Regions from separate parts of the Sus scrofa genome. Here region 1 is linked to region 2. Evidence: chromatin contacts called from public HiChIP or PLAC-seq data. All regions are on one chromosome and are shown on one strand. The core of a region is the stretch at or near the end of the contact, and the rest is flanking DNA. Distances in the headings are between cores, read along the strand shown. Region 1 overlaps NAV1 (neuron navigator 1). Region 2 overlaps CSRP1 (cysteine and glycine-rich protein 1).

Region 1 (5,227 bases), core at 169-2,668, 230 kb after region 2:
CCAGCGCCTCCTCTACCTACTCCTCAGTAAGCAAGCCCCTCCATCCCCACACTGCACCCGGGACCCTCCTGGGGGTGGGGGCTCCTGGAGCTTAGAGCACGTGGTGGGCCCTTCTGGACCTCAGTGGCCTCCCCACCACTTCCTGAGCAAGTCTGGTGCCTTCTGAGCCCCTCCTTCGAAAGCGGAGAACAGTCCTTGTAGGGCTGTTCGGTGCCAGCCAGAGGGCAGCGTCCCCAGCCAGGTGACATGAGGGGGGGGGTCTCTCCAGGACTCCAGAGCCCAGCAGTGTGGGGAACCCTCCCAGTGCTCCTGGTGGCCTGGGCCGTGAGGGATGGTTGATCCTGAGGTCCGTTCTGGCCCTAACACCTACGCCTTCAAGTTGATGGCCATAAGGATGAGCTTCAGATCAGCCGGTTTCATCTGCCAGCCTTCTTGGCAGCGACAAGCTCCAGGGAGGGCTTTGTTAAACCGCGGTCTGGGGTCCGAGCCCACCTGTGAGGAGGATCCAGGGCCCGGATGCAGGTCTCAGCCGCTTGGCGTGCCCCAGGCCCCCTCCCTTGAGCTCTGTGCGCTGCCTTCTCCACGGTAACCGCCTCTCTCCCCCTCTGTGCTCCCTGCTTCAGGCTGAGGAGAGGATGCAGTCCGAGGTAGGGAGCCAGCTGTTGTCTCTGCTTGTCGCCATCACCGCCCCCGTCGCCTTCCAGAGCTTACACTTCTTCCGCCACCGTCAGTTCGTATCCCCTTCCTTTCACAGCAAATCCGGAAGCTGCGGAGGGAACTGGAATCGTCCCAGGAAAAAGTGGCCACCTTGACGTCCCAGCTTTCGGCCAACGTGAGTGCCCAAAAGCAGGGCAGCTGGTTGGGCCCCAAATTAGGGACGTTCAGCCAGAGGAGAACCGGCTGCTTCGGCGTCCTGTGGGCTTTGATCCCAGGGGAACAGAGGATTTGGGGATTGGCGCGTCTTCCCCGGAGCCCCGATGTTTAGGAAGCACCATTTTTACCCCCACCCTAATTCACAGGTGTGGGTGAAGTCACGTCCAGTGGCCTTTGAGCGTCTGGGTTCTCAGTGGTTCTGGGTGGAGGTGACAGAATTAGTTATGGGTTAGTATTATCCATCCCCAGAACCCTCTGCCTCTGCCCAGGGGTACATTCGTGCCTTTGTCATACCCACGTGTCCGGACAGGCACAGGCACAGAGCTGGGTGTTGGAGCCCCGTCTGGCCCCTGTGACGGGGCGTAGGGGCCCGGCCCCACCTCCCCGGCCCCTTGGCCCTCACTTCAAGTGGGGGCCAGCATGCTTTGTGGCTGTCTTCACTGAGAAGGAGTTTCTTCTTGGTGGCCTCTCCGCCCCACGGGATGGGGAGACATGAAGCTGCCTCCCCGACGAGGCGGCAAACAGGACATAGGAGCCCTTTTCCCCCAAAGCTGTAAACAACAGCTGAGCCGGATCTGCTGGCGCTGGCTCTCCAAGTGTTTGCACAAAGTAACCATGTCTGCAGCTTCCGCAGGCCTTTCTGGCTTTCTTCTCTCCCCTTCCTCCCTGGGGGGCCCAGCTGTCAGGCCTGGTCCCCAGCCCAGACTCAGGTAGCATTTCCACTGTATTTCAGCAGCAGTTTCCTCACCACAGTGGTTCTTCTCTTTCCCCCAAACTCTCATTTGTACACTTATCAGCTTGTATGAAGTTCACCCCAAGTCCTTAAAACTACGATTGGGGACCTATAAGAATTGTAATCGAGTCAAGATACATCTTTTCTCTCCCTGTGCCCCACCCCCAAGGCTGGGAAATTGGGAGGCGGAGTGAGGGGGGCAGAGGCCCCCCCCCCGACTCATTTGCACTCAGCCTCCTGCTGGTGAGACTGGGCGGGAGCCCAGAGGATGGGTTCAAGGGTGACTCTCTTAGGACAGGAAGAGAACAGGCTGAACCCGCAGACCCGCTGGCCTGGATTTTGGATGCAGGCTTTGACTGAGGGTCAGAGCCCTGCCTCCAAGCCGGGGCTGCAGCGCAAGGACCCCCACTTGTTCTCAGGATCCTTGACTGCAGACCTTGTGCCCTGTTCCCCGGACTCCCCAGCTGTCCGCCCTGGGGCACCTTCCAACCCCTACCCCAGATGCCAGCCTCCTTCCAGCACCTCGGCCAAGCCCTGAGGTCATCCAGGCCCCTCTGGGGCTGGGGGTGGTGGTGGCAGCACCCCCAGAGGAGGGGGAGCCCACTCGGCAGGAGGCCAGCACGGAAAAGCCCTCAAGAAGGGGGTGACCTGAGGCCAAGAAGGCACGGACTCCCTGGACCAGAGACGCCTCCCTCAAGCTGTGTCCCCAGGGTGGTGGTTGGAAACTGGAGTTGGCCACAGGGAGGCAGAACCTCTGGGGACGGGAAGCAGTGGGGTCACAGTGTCCCTCACTTGCTGGGTCACCGTCTGCTTGGTGCCCTCACTGATGGCTGTTCCTCCTTCTGAGCACGCATCTGCCTCTCTGGTCCCAAGCCGATAGAGCTGGATGGAGCTCCAGCCCACCTTCCCCTACCTCCCCCAGGTCCCTGGGGCGGCTCTCGAGGCAGGCCCGCCACCTAGTGTCCAGACTGCAGAATTGCTCTGAATCCTCCGCCCCCCCCCCCCCCCGCACCCACAGCTGCTCCAGCCCCCCAAAAGGAGCCCCAGGAAATGGTCAGGGAAGGAGCTTCAAAACACAATACGATTGAGAACCGAGGTCCCTGGGTGCAAGGGGGGCGATATGCCACACCCTTTCCATGGGGGTGGGGTGATGGAGCCCTGAGGCCAGCCCACAGGTAACAGCCACAGCCCCAGGGGGGATGGCCTTCCCTCGGAGCAGAGGGGCCATCCCACCCCCTGCCAGCCATGGGGCCAGGTCTCCAGAGCCTCCAAAGACCTGCCCCGCCCTGATGCAGTCTAGGCCACCTCACTGTTGGAGAAGCTGAGCCCCAGGAATTCCCTTCAGGCCAGAAAGGGAAATTCGTGTTCCGAAGCCACTAAGAGGCTGGCTGTCCTTGGTCAGCTCTGAGACCCAGGATGCCAGCTCTGTCCTTCCCCAGACTAGGGCAGCTGGGGAACCTCCATGGGCCTTTGTTTCAGGCCAACCTAGTGGCAGCTTTTGAGCAGAGCCTGGTGAACATGACGTCACGCCTACGGCACCTGGCAGAGACGGCCGAGGAGAAGGTGAGAGCCAGGGCAGAGGGGGGACAGGCCAGGCTCCCTCCCCTTCTGTCGCCCTGAGTCCTCCATCTGCCCAGCTGGCCGCTTCCCCACCCTTCTCTATCAGACCCAGGGGGCCCCAGGGCCCAGCCCTTGCTGGGCTTGGAGGGGATGCTCCCAACCCCAGACAGCGAGGCACCTTGGTTTCCCTCTCAGGACACTGAGCTGCTGGACCTACGAGAAACCATAGACTTTCTGAAGAAGAAGAACTCAGAGGCCCAGGCCGTCATTCAGGGAGCTCTCAACGCCTCAGAAGCCACGCCCAAAGGTAGGCCCTCTGGCCACAGGCCCAGGGGAAGGGGTGTTATTGCAGGCTTTGCTCGGTGCCCAGGGCGCCAGTCCCACATCAGATTTCTAGGAGGCGAGGGTCCTTTCATGGTCAAGGAGGAGCGGCCAGAACTCACCCCCACCAAAGCCATAGCCCAAGAGCCGTCCAAGACAGTCGTTAAAATGGCACTTGACTCTTACAAACTCAAGGTACCCTGCAGACGACCCAGCAGTCATGCTCCCGGGTGTTTGCCCAAAGGAGCGGAAATGTCACATCCCCGTAAAAACCTAGACATGGATTTTTTTTTTTTGGCTTTTTGTCTTTTCTAGGGCCACTCCCTCGGCCTATGGAGGTTCCCAGGTTAGGGTTCTAATCAGAGCTGTAGCCGCTGGCCTTTGCCACAGCCACAGCAATGTGGGATCCCAGCTGCGTCTGCGACCTACACCACAGCTCACGGCAACGTCGGATCCTTAACCCGCTGAGCGAGGCCAGGGCTCGAACCCGCAACCTCATGGTTCCTAGTCGGATGTGTGAACCACTGAGCCACGACAGGAACTCCTGGACGTGGATGTTTAGAGCAGCTTTGTTCACAGTCGTCAAAGCTCAGAAGCAGCCCGGATGTCCTTCAGTAGGTGAACGGATGGATAAACTGCCATAGCCAGGCAACGACATGTCACAGGGCATAAGGAAACGAGTCCTCAAGCTAGGAAAAGATACATGGGTAAATGTCCATCGCTAAGTGCAAGGAGCCCATCAGAAAAGGTGGTGCCTATTGTGCGGTTCCCACTGTGCGACATTCCCGAAAAGACAGGACTCCGGGGATGAAGAAAGGATTGCAGTAGTCGGGGGAGGGGAGGGACGAGCAGGCGGGACGTGGACGCTTAGGACAGGACAGGATTCTGTAGGGTATGGCCCTCACACCTTTGCCCGGGTGCTCAGAGCCCACGGGCAGGAGTGAAGCCTGGAGGCACTGGGCGATGGGCGTATGTCAGAGCAGGTCCGTCCATTGTCGACAGCGCACGTCAGGTGGGGATGTGGGTGGTGGGGGCTGTGAGTGTGTGGGAGCAGAAGCTGCCCTAAAAAGTAGTCTAAAACTAGCGCTTTCTCTCGGTTTTTTGGTTTTGTTTTGTTTTTGGGGGTTTGTTTTGTTTTGTTTTGCTTTTTAGAGCATATGGAGGTTCCCAGGCTAGGAATCGAATCAGAGCTGCAACTGCCGGCCTACACCACAGCCACAGCCATGCCAAGATCCAAGCCGCGTCTTCGACCTACACCACAGCTCACAGCAACGCCAGATCCTTAACCCACTGAGCAAGGCCGGAGATCCAACCTGCAACCTCATGGTTCCTAGTCGGATTCATTTCTGCTGCACCACAATGGGAACTCCTCAAAATATAATTTTATTTTATCTTTTTTTTAACTTTTTTTTCTTTCTTTTTTTTTTTTTTTTTTTTTTTTTGGTCTTTTTGCCATTTCTTGGGCTGCTCCAGCGGCATATGGAGGTTCCCAGGCTAGGGGTCAAATCGGAGCTGTAGCCGCTGGCCTACGCCAGAGCCACAGCAACTCGGGATCCGAGCCGCATCTGCAACCTACACCACAGCTCACGGCAACGCCGGATCCTTAACCCACTGAGCGAGGGCAGGGATCGAACCCACAACCGCGTGGTTCTTAGTCGGATTGGTTAACCACTGCACCACGACGGGAACTCCAAAATATAATTTTAATACTTATTTGACTTCTGTAAGGTGGCCACCCAA
Region 2 (5,746 bases), core at 2,527-5,026:
AGGATCCAGCATTGCCGTGAGCTGTGGTGTAGGTTGCAGATGCAGCTCGGATCCCACATTGCTGTGGCTCTGGTGTAGGCCAGTGGCTACAGCTCCGATTCGACCCCTAGCCTTGGAACCTCCATATGCCACAGGAGCGGCCCAAGAAAAGGCAAAAAGACAAAACAAAACAAAAAAAAAACAAGATCTGAAGCTTCTAACCGCAGAAATCACTCTGCCAGGAGCACTGGCGTCAGACGCCAGGAAGGCTCTCCTGCCTCCAGGACCAAGAGAGTTTGGAATGGGATAAAGCAGAAAGCCTGGGGACCTCGTGGCTCTTCCACTGATCGCAGAGGGGACTGTGCCCAGCCAGCCAGAGCAAGAAAGTTCAGAGCCCAGGGTCTCGCAGAGTCAGGCTGCAGAGCCGCGTCCCACTGCCCCCTTTCCAGCGTGCGACCCTGGGCCGGTTACGTAGCAACCAGCCCATGTCCTTACTGGAGGATGCACGTGACAGAGCTGACCCCAAAGGTGGCTATGAGACCTTACATGGGAAGTACTCAGACTGTACCCTGCTCCTGTCAGTGCCCTGGGCACACGGGGGCGGGGCAGGCTCAGAAGATCGCTCGCTTCCAACACTGGAGTATTTCTCCCAAGAGACCCGACATTCCTTTTAGGTCTCGGCCTGTAACGCTAGTTTAGTCCCTATATGGGATTCCATGTGTCCCCCCCCGGACCACGTCCTCAAACACATCCTCTTGAAGGTGGACTGCTGGAGAACCCCCAGGAGGAAGTGCTCAGCTCGGCTCTGTGCAATCTGCCAGGCCCTTGCCTTTAAAAGTCAGCTGTCTCCCCCGGGGGCCCAGGCTGGAGACTTCAGACTAAATAAGGACCCTCTGGTCCTGCCCCCGAGAGCCCCACCTCTTTGCAGCACCCCATGGCCCAAATATGGACCTTCCCATTGCCTCCCCAGGGCTTGGCTCCTGGGTGGAGGGAGTGGGAACAGCAGGCTGAGGCTCCAACATTCCCTTCTAGGGTGGGAAGTCGGGAGATGACCTGGAATTGCTTCCCGCGAGACCCAAGTTGAACTGGAAATTCCAAGACCAGAGGAGAAACACAAAGTGAGACAGAGTGGCCAGGGCTCGGGGGCGGGACGACTGAGGGCTCCTTGCACTGACCCCTCCTGCAGGAAGCCAGGAGCTCAGCCCAGAGGAGAGTCTATCGCGGACACGTCCAGATGCTGCCTGCCTCGCTGCCTGAGCGGACGCAGAGACCTCTCTGTGGCTTCTGCTCTGCCTTGCTCCTCAGTGGCCCACCCTGGACCCCCTGCCTGGCCTCCACCTCCACCTCCGTCCAGCCTGCAGTCTGGGTACCTGGAGGCTCCTCCAGGAAGAGGAATTTTGAATGAAGGCCTAGGAGTTCCCTTAGTGGCTCAGTGGTTAACGAATCCAACTAGGAACCATGACGTTGTGGGTTCAATCCCTGGCCTCGCTCAGTGGGTTGAGGATCCAGTGTTGCCGTGAGCTGTGGTGTAGGTCGCAGACACGGCTCGGATCCTTTGTTGCTATGGCTGTGGTGTAGGCCGGCGGCTGCAGCTCCAATTGGACCCCTAGCCTGGGAACCTCCATATGCCACAGGTACGGCCCTAGAAAAGACAAAAAGAAAAAAAAATGAACCATTGAATGAAGGCTTAGGCAAGTTTCTACCAAATCACGCTAAGCAAAGTCCAAAAAAAAAACAAGGTGATAGATTAGCGATGTGCGTTTGTGGGGAACATGCACTCCAGAAGCACAGAAAAGAGGGGCCCCAGGGGAGGCCAGTGCCCCCTCAATCCACCCCAAGACAGAGAGCGATTCGCTGCTTCTGGAAGAAAAACCAAGGCCCATCAACAAAGGCCCCAGCTCACAGAACTGGCCAGAGCCCAGCCTGACCTCCAGCCAGGTTCTTTTCTGCCAGCCAGGCACCCCTTTCAGGTGAGACAATCATGAGACCAGGAAGGTGACAGGATGCTGGTGGGGGGTCTCCGGGGCTCTTGGGAACAGCCCCCGTCCAGCAGCCACCCCCTGGGGTGAGGCCAGACCAGCTCTGTTTCCCACAGGGCTGAGCTGCCCCAGGACAGCTGTTGCAGCTCCAAGACGGCACGTGGCCTCAGGGCAGGTCCCCAAGAGCTGAGCCCTCCTGCGTGCTGATGGGGACCGGCTGGCCCTTCTTGGGTGAGCCCAGGGCAGGGACTGCTCCCCCACTGTCTATGGCAGCAGCATCCTGGGCAACCAGGGCCCCAGAGAAGGGACACGGGTGCCAAGCTGAGCAGGACCCAGAGCCAAGCACCAGAGTGGTCAGCAGACCTTCTCTTGGGGACTCACCCGGGCCTGGCCAGCAGGGAGCTAAGGTCCCTAAAGGCACCCCGGCCCAACCCTACTGGCCTTTCTCCTCCTTAGGACGGAAGGTCCAAACTCAGGGGGACTCCGAACTCCAGCTGGACGCCAAACCCACTTCACTGAGAGAAGCCACCTCCCTCTACACATAAACAAATCTGCATGTCCAAGGCTGTGCTGGGCCCTGGGGGTCCCCAGGTTTCTAGATGCTCAGACCCTGACATGGTCTAGGCCTGGTGCCCAGAAGCCACGGGGACCCCGAGAAGCAGGACACTGTCCTACAGCCCCATCTCATCTTCTATAACTGTTTCTGATCATCCACACCCCGCCACCCCACGGTCCCAGGCCTGCTATTCCTTCCCGTGCTTTCCCTGCACACAAGTGGGGCTGCAGGCCTCCAGGCCCAGCTGGCCCCTTCCAGTCCCTGATCAAAGCAACGCTGGAGAGCACAGAGGGGTCCTTAGGGCCAGCAGCCAGTCTGGGCCTCTCCCCAGCCAGTGCCAAGCCCTTTATTCTCCCTGGAAAAATAAACAGCTTGATAATTCCTGAGTGTGGTGAACTGCTGACTACATGACGCTGCTGCTCAGCCTCTGCTGCGGGCCGGACGCCAAAGGCTCCACCAAAGCTCACTGACCACCCGCGCAGCAGACGCGGCCCTTGGTCTGTCTCCGGGGTGGACAGCAGGTTGTGGGCCCTGGCTGCTGGCGCTGGGCGGTGGCTCCCAGTGGTCACCCAGCAGCAGGTAGATCTGGCAAACATCCCAGAGCAGGTGGCCCCGCTGCCCGGATCCTGCTCTGGAGCACGATCTCCTGGAAACAGCACAGCCGGGCTCTCCCAACGCTGCGCATGTGAAGCAGGGTGGATGGGCCGATTCCCAGGCCCCCGATGGGCCAGCTGTCAGCCCCTGTGAGTGTCCCCTGAGCCACGCCAACTAGCTATGCATCTGTCGGCGCCGTGTGTGTGTGTGTGTGTGTGTGTGTGTGTGTGTGTGTGTGTGTGTGGAGGGGCTATGTTACTGAGCACTCGCAGCTGCTCTGAGCACTTGGTCTGCTGTCCGAACCCCTCTCAGGTTAATTCTCACGCCCCTGTCCCTGTGTGGTGGGCGTTGTTATCTCCCTATAACACTAGAAAATTGCCCATCATCACACAGATAAAAACAGACTCACATTCAAACCCTGACCCACTGGTTCTAAAGCCTGGGGCTAAACACATTCCCTGCCCCCGACTCTGCTGGCTCCAGGAAAACACAGCCAGACCCGGGCTCTGTCCCAGTGACCCCATCATTCAGGAATCTAGGGGGGGGCCCCTCTGGCCAGCACTTCCTGGGTGCCCTGAACACCCGCGCAGGCCAGGCAGCAGCCAGCGCAGCCTTTCCGCCTCTGCGTTCCTGGGCTGCCTGGTGCCTGGGATCCAGACTGTGACTGGAGCAGGTCACGCCCTGGGTTGTCAGGATGCTGGCAGAGATTTTCCCGCTCACCATCCTCTCACCTGGGAAGTGAGAAAGCAGATGGCTGGCCGCAGGGAGGAGGGATGGAGGGACCGAGGGTCAGGGACTCGGCTTCCCCGTGAGGCCCCTGCCTCTGCTGCCTAAAATTTTTTTAAAAAAATTTTAAATAGCGGAAGTACAATATTATACAAGCTCAGGTGTACAATTCGCTATTTTTAAAGGTTACACTTCACTTATAATTATTATACAATACTGGCTCTATTCTCTGTGCTGGACAGTATGTCTTGGTGGCTGATTTACATATTTATAGGTGGTCCTGTGTACTCCTTAATCCCCTCCCCCACCCCCCCTTTCCCTCCCCGCTCCCCACAGGTAACCACTACTTTGTCCTCTGCATCTGTGATTCCTGCTGAGATTTATTTTATTTATTTATTTATTTATTTTTATTTTTTGGCTTTTTAGGGCCGCACCTGCGGCATATGGAGGTTCCCACGCTAGGGGTCGAATCAGAGCTACAGCTGCCAGCCTACACCACAGCCACAGCCATGCAGGATCTGGGCCGCGTCTGCGACCTACACCACAGCTCACAGCAGGGCCAGATCCTTAATCCACTGAGCAAGGCCAGGGATCGAACCCACAATCTCATGGTTCCTAGTCAGATTCGTTTCCACTGCACCACGATGGGAACGCCCCTACTGCGATTTAAACATGGGATAAGAAGCTGAAACTCTGAACTACAAGCGTCTTCCTCTTCAGTGATGGGACTGTGGCAGAGAGAGCAGAGAAAGTGAGTGGAAAGTTTTCCTCCCGGCGTTTTCAGGGCTTGGCCCTGCGCGTCCATCCCCGCCCACCAGCTCGGGCCAGATCACCCTGTTAGAAAATAAGCTTCTGAGGGAACAAAGAGGTCCTTAAGTGTTTTCCTACCCAGCTGCACTTCAGCCAAATGTCAAGCTGTTTATATCCCACAGGGCCAGTTCTCAGGGGGTGTTGACAGGCCCGTCTGGTCCCCATGACAACAGCCGGGGCAGGGCGGGGCGGGGCGGGGACTACTCACTGCACAGGAAGCAGGATTTGTGGAAGCTGCTGCCTTCGCACTGAACCTCTTCGGCAAAGTACACCGTCTTCTGGCACACCCCACACCTCTTGCCTCCTCCCCAGTTCGGCATTCTGAAACCGGACACAGAGATGACAATGAATATTGCAGGGAGACAGATGCACAGACCACCCAGAAACGGAGCGCCAGGGACACAGGCGGAGGAGACCGCTGGGGGGTGGGCGGGGGCAGAGCTGGGGGCACCACCTCCTCCAACCACGACGTTCACGGAGCAACTGCGGTGGAGCCCAGCGCCAGGCACACACATAAAGGATGCGAAAGACCTATAAGATTCAGGCCTCAGCGGCACTCGCATCCACACGCACGCATCTCGCAAAGATGAACGTGGGGCAAAAGAAGCAGAGAAGCTAGAACTCCTAAAACGAAAAGTATTTGTGTCGGGTCCACAAGCAGCCAACATTTCATTTATTTTTTGCTTTTGTCTTTTTAGGGCCACACCTGCGGCATATGGAGGCTCCCAGGCTAGGGGTCAAATCAAGAGCTGTAGCCGATGGTCTATAACACAGCCACAGCAACGCCAGGTCAGAGCCGCATCTGTGACCTACACCACAGCTCACAGCAATGCCAGATCCTTAACCCACTGAGCGAGGCCAGGGATCGAACCCACACCCTCATGGACACTAGTTGGGTTTAACTGCGGAGCCACGATGGGAATTCCCAGAATTTATTATGTCAAGGGATGAACACATGGGCAGAAATGTCATAAAGAAAAGCAAGGGAACGATAACCACCAACCATTGTCTTAGATCCGTCACCTCGGAGAGAGAAAAAGTGTGGGGGCTGCCAGGGCACCGGCAAGGTATGGGCACCATGCGGGGTTCCCTTTCTAACTAG

Evidence for each region. HiChIP or PLAC-seq counts read pairs in DNA pulled down with a chosen protein or histone mark.
Region 1: an H3K27ac HiChIP or PLAC-seq map of skeletal muscle shows a contact between it and region 2. The contact joins two enhancer-like sites. A contact is called at or near these places in 1 of 5 promoter capture datasets (fetal skeletal muscle) and 1 of 2 datasets of contacts at active chromatin or transcription factors (skeletal muscle).

What each region holds. Positions count from the first base shown.
Region 1 is chr10:24,081,538-24,086,764 of Sscrofa11.1, forward strand. It overlaps NAV1 (neuron navigator 1), which reads left to right. Exons shown (of 31, transcript XM_021064517.1): 13 at 1-26; 14 at 755-832; 15 at 3,086-3,169; 16 at 3,362-3,473. Among named protein-coding and RNA genes, the nearest start is that of IPO9, 26 kb to the right of the region's middle. Within about 2 kb of position 1,419, at least 19 of the 83 cell types and tissues checked have an H3K27ac peak or open chromatin away from gene starts, as enhancers often do. A contact at or near this core is called in fetal skeletal muscle and skeletal muscle, where this site is marked.
Region 2 is chr10:23,849,080-23,854,825 of Sscrofa11.1, forward strand. CSRP1 (cysteine and glycine-rich protein 1) reads right to left here. Exons shown (of 6, transcript XM_003357676.4): 2 at 4,853-4,965. The coding sequence starts at 4,964. Among named protein-coding and RNA genes, the nearest start is that of CSRP1, 12 kb to the right of the region's middle. Within about 2 kb of position 3,777, at least 39 of the 83 cell types and tissues checked have an H3K27ac peak or open chromatin away from gene starts, as enhancers often do. A contact at or near this core is called in fetal skeletal muscle and skeletal muscle, where this site is marked.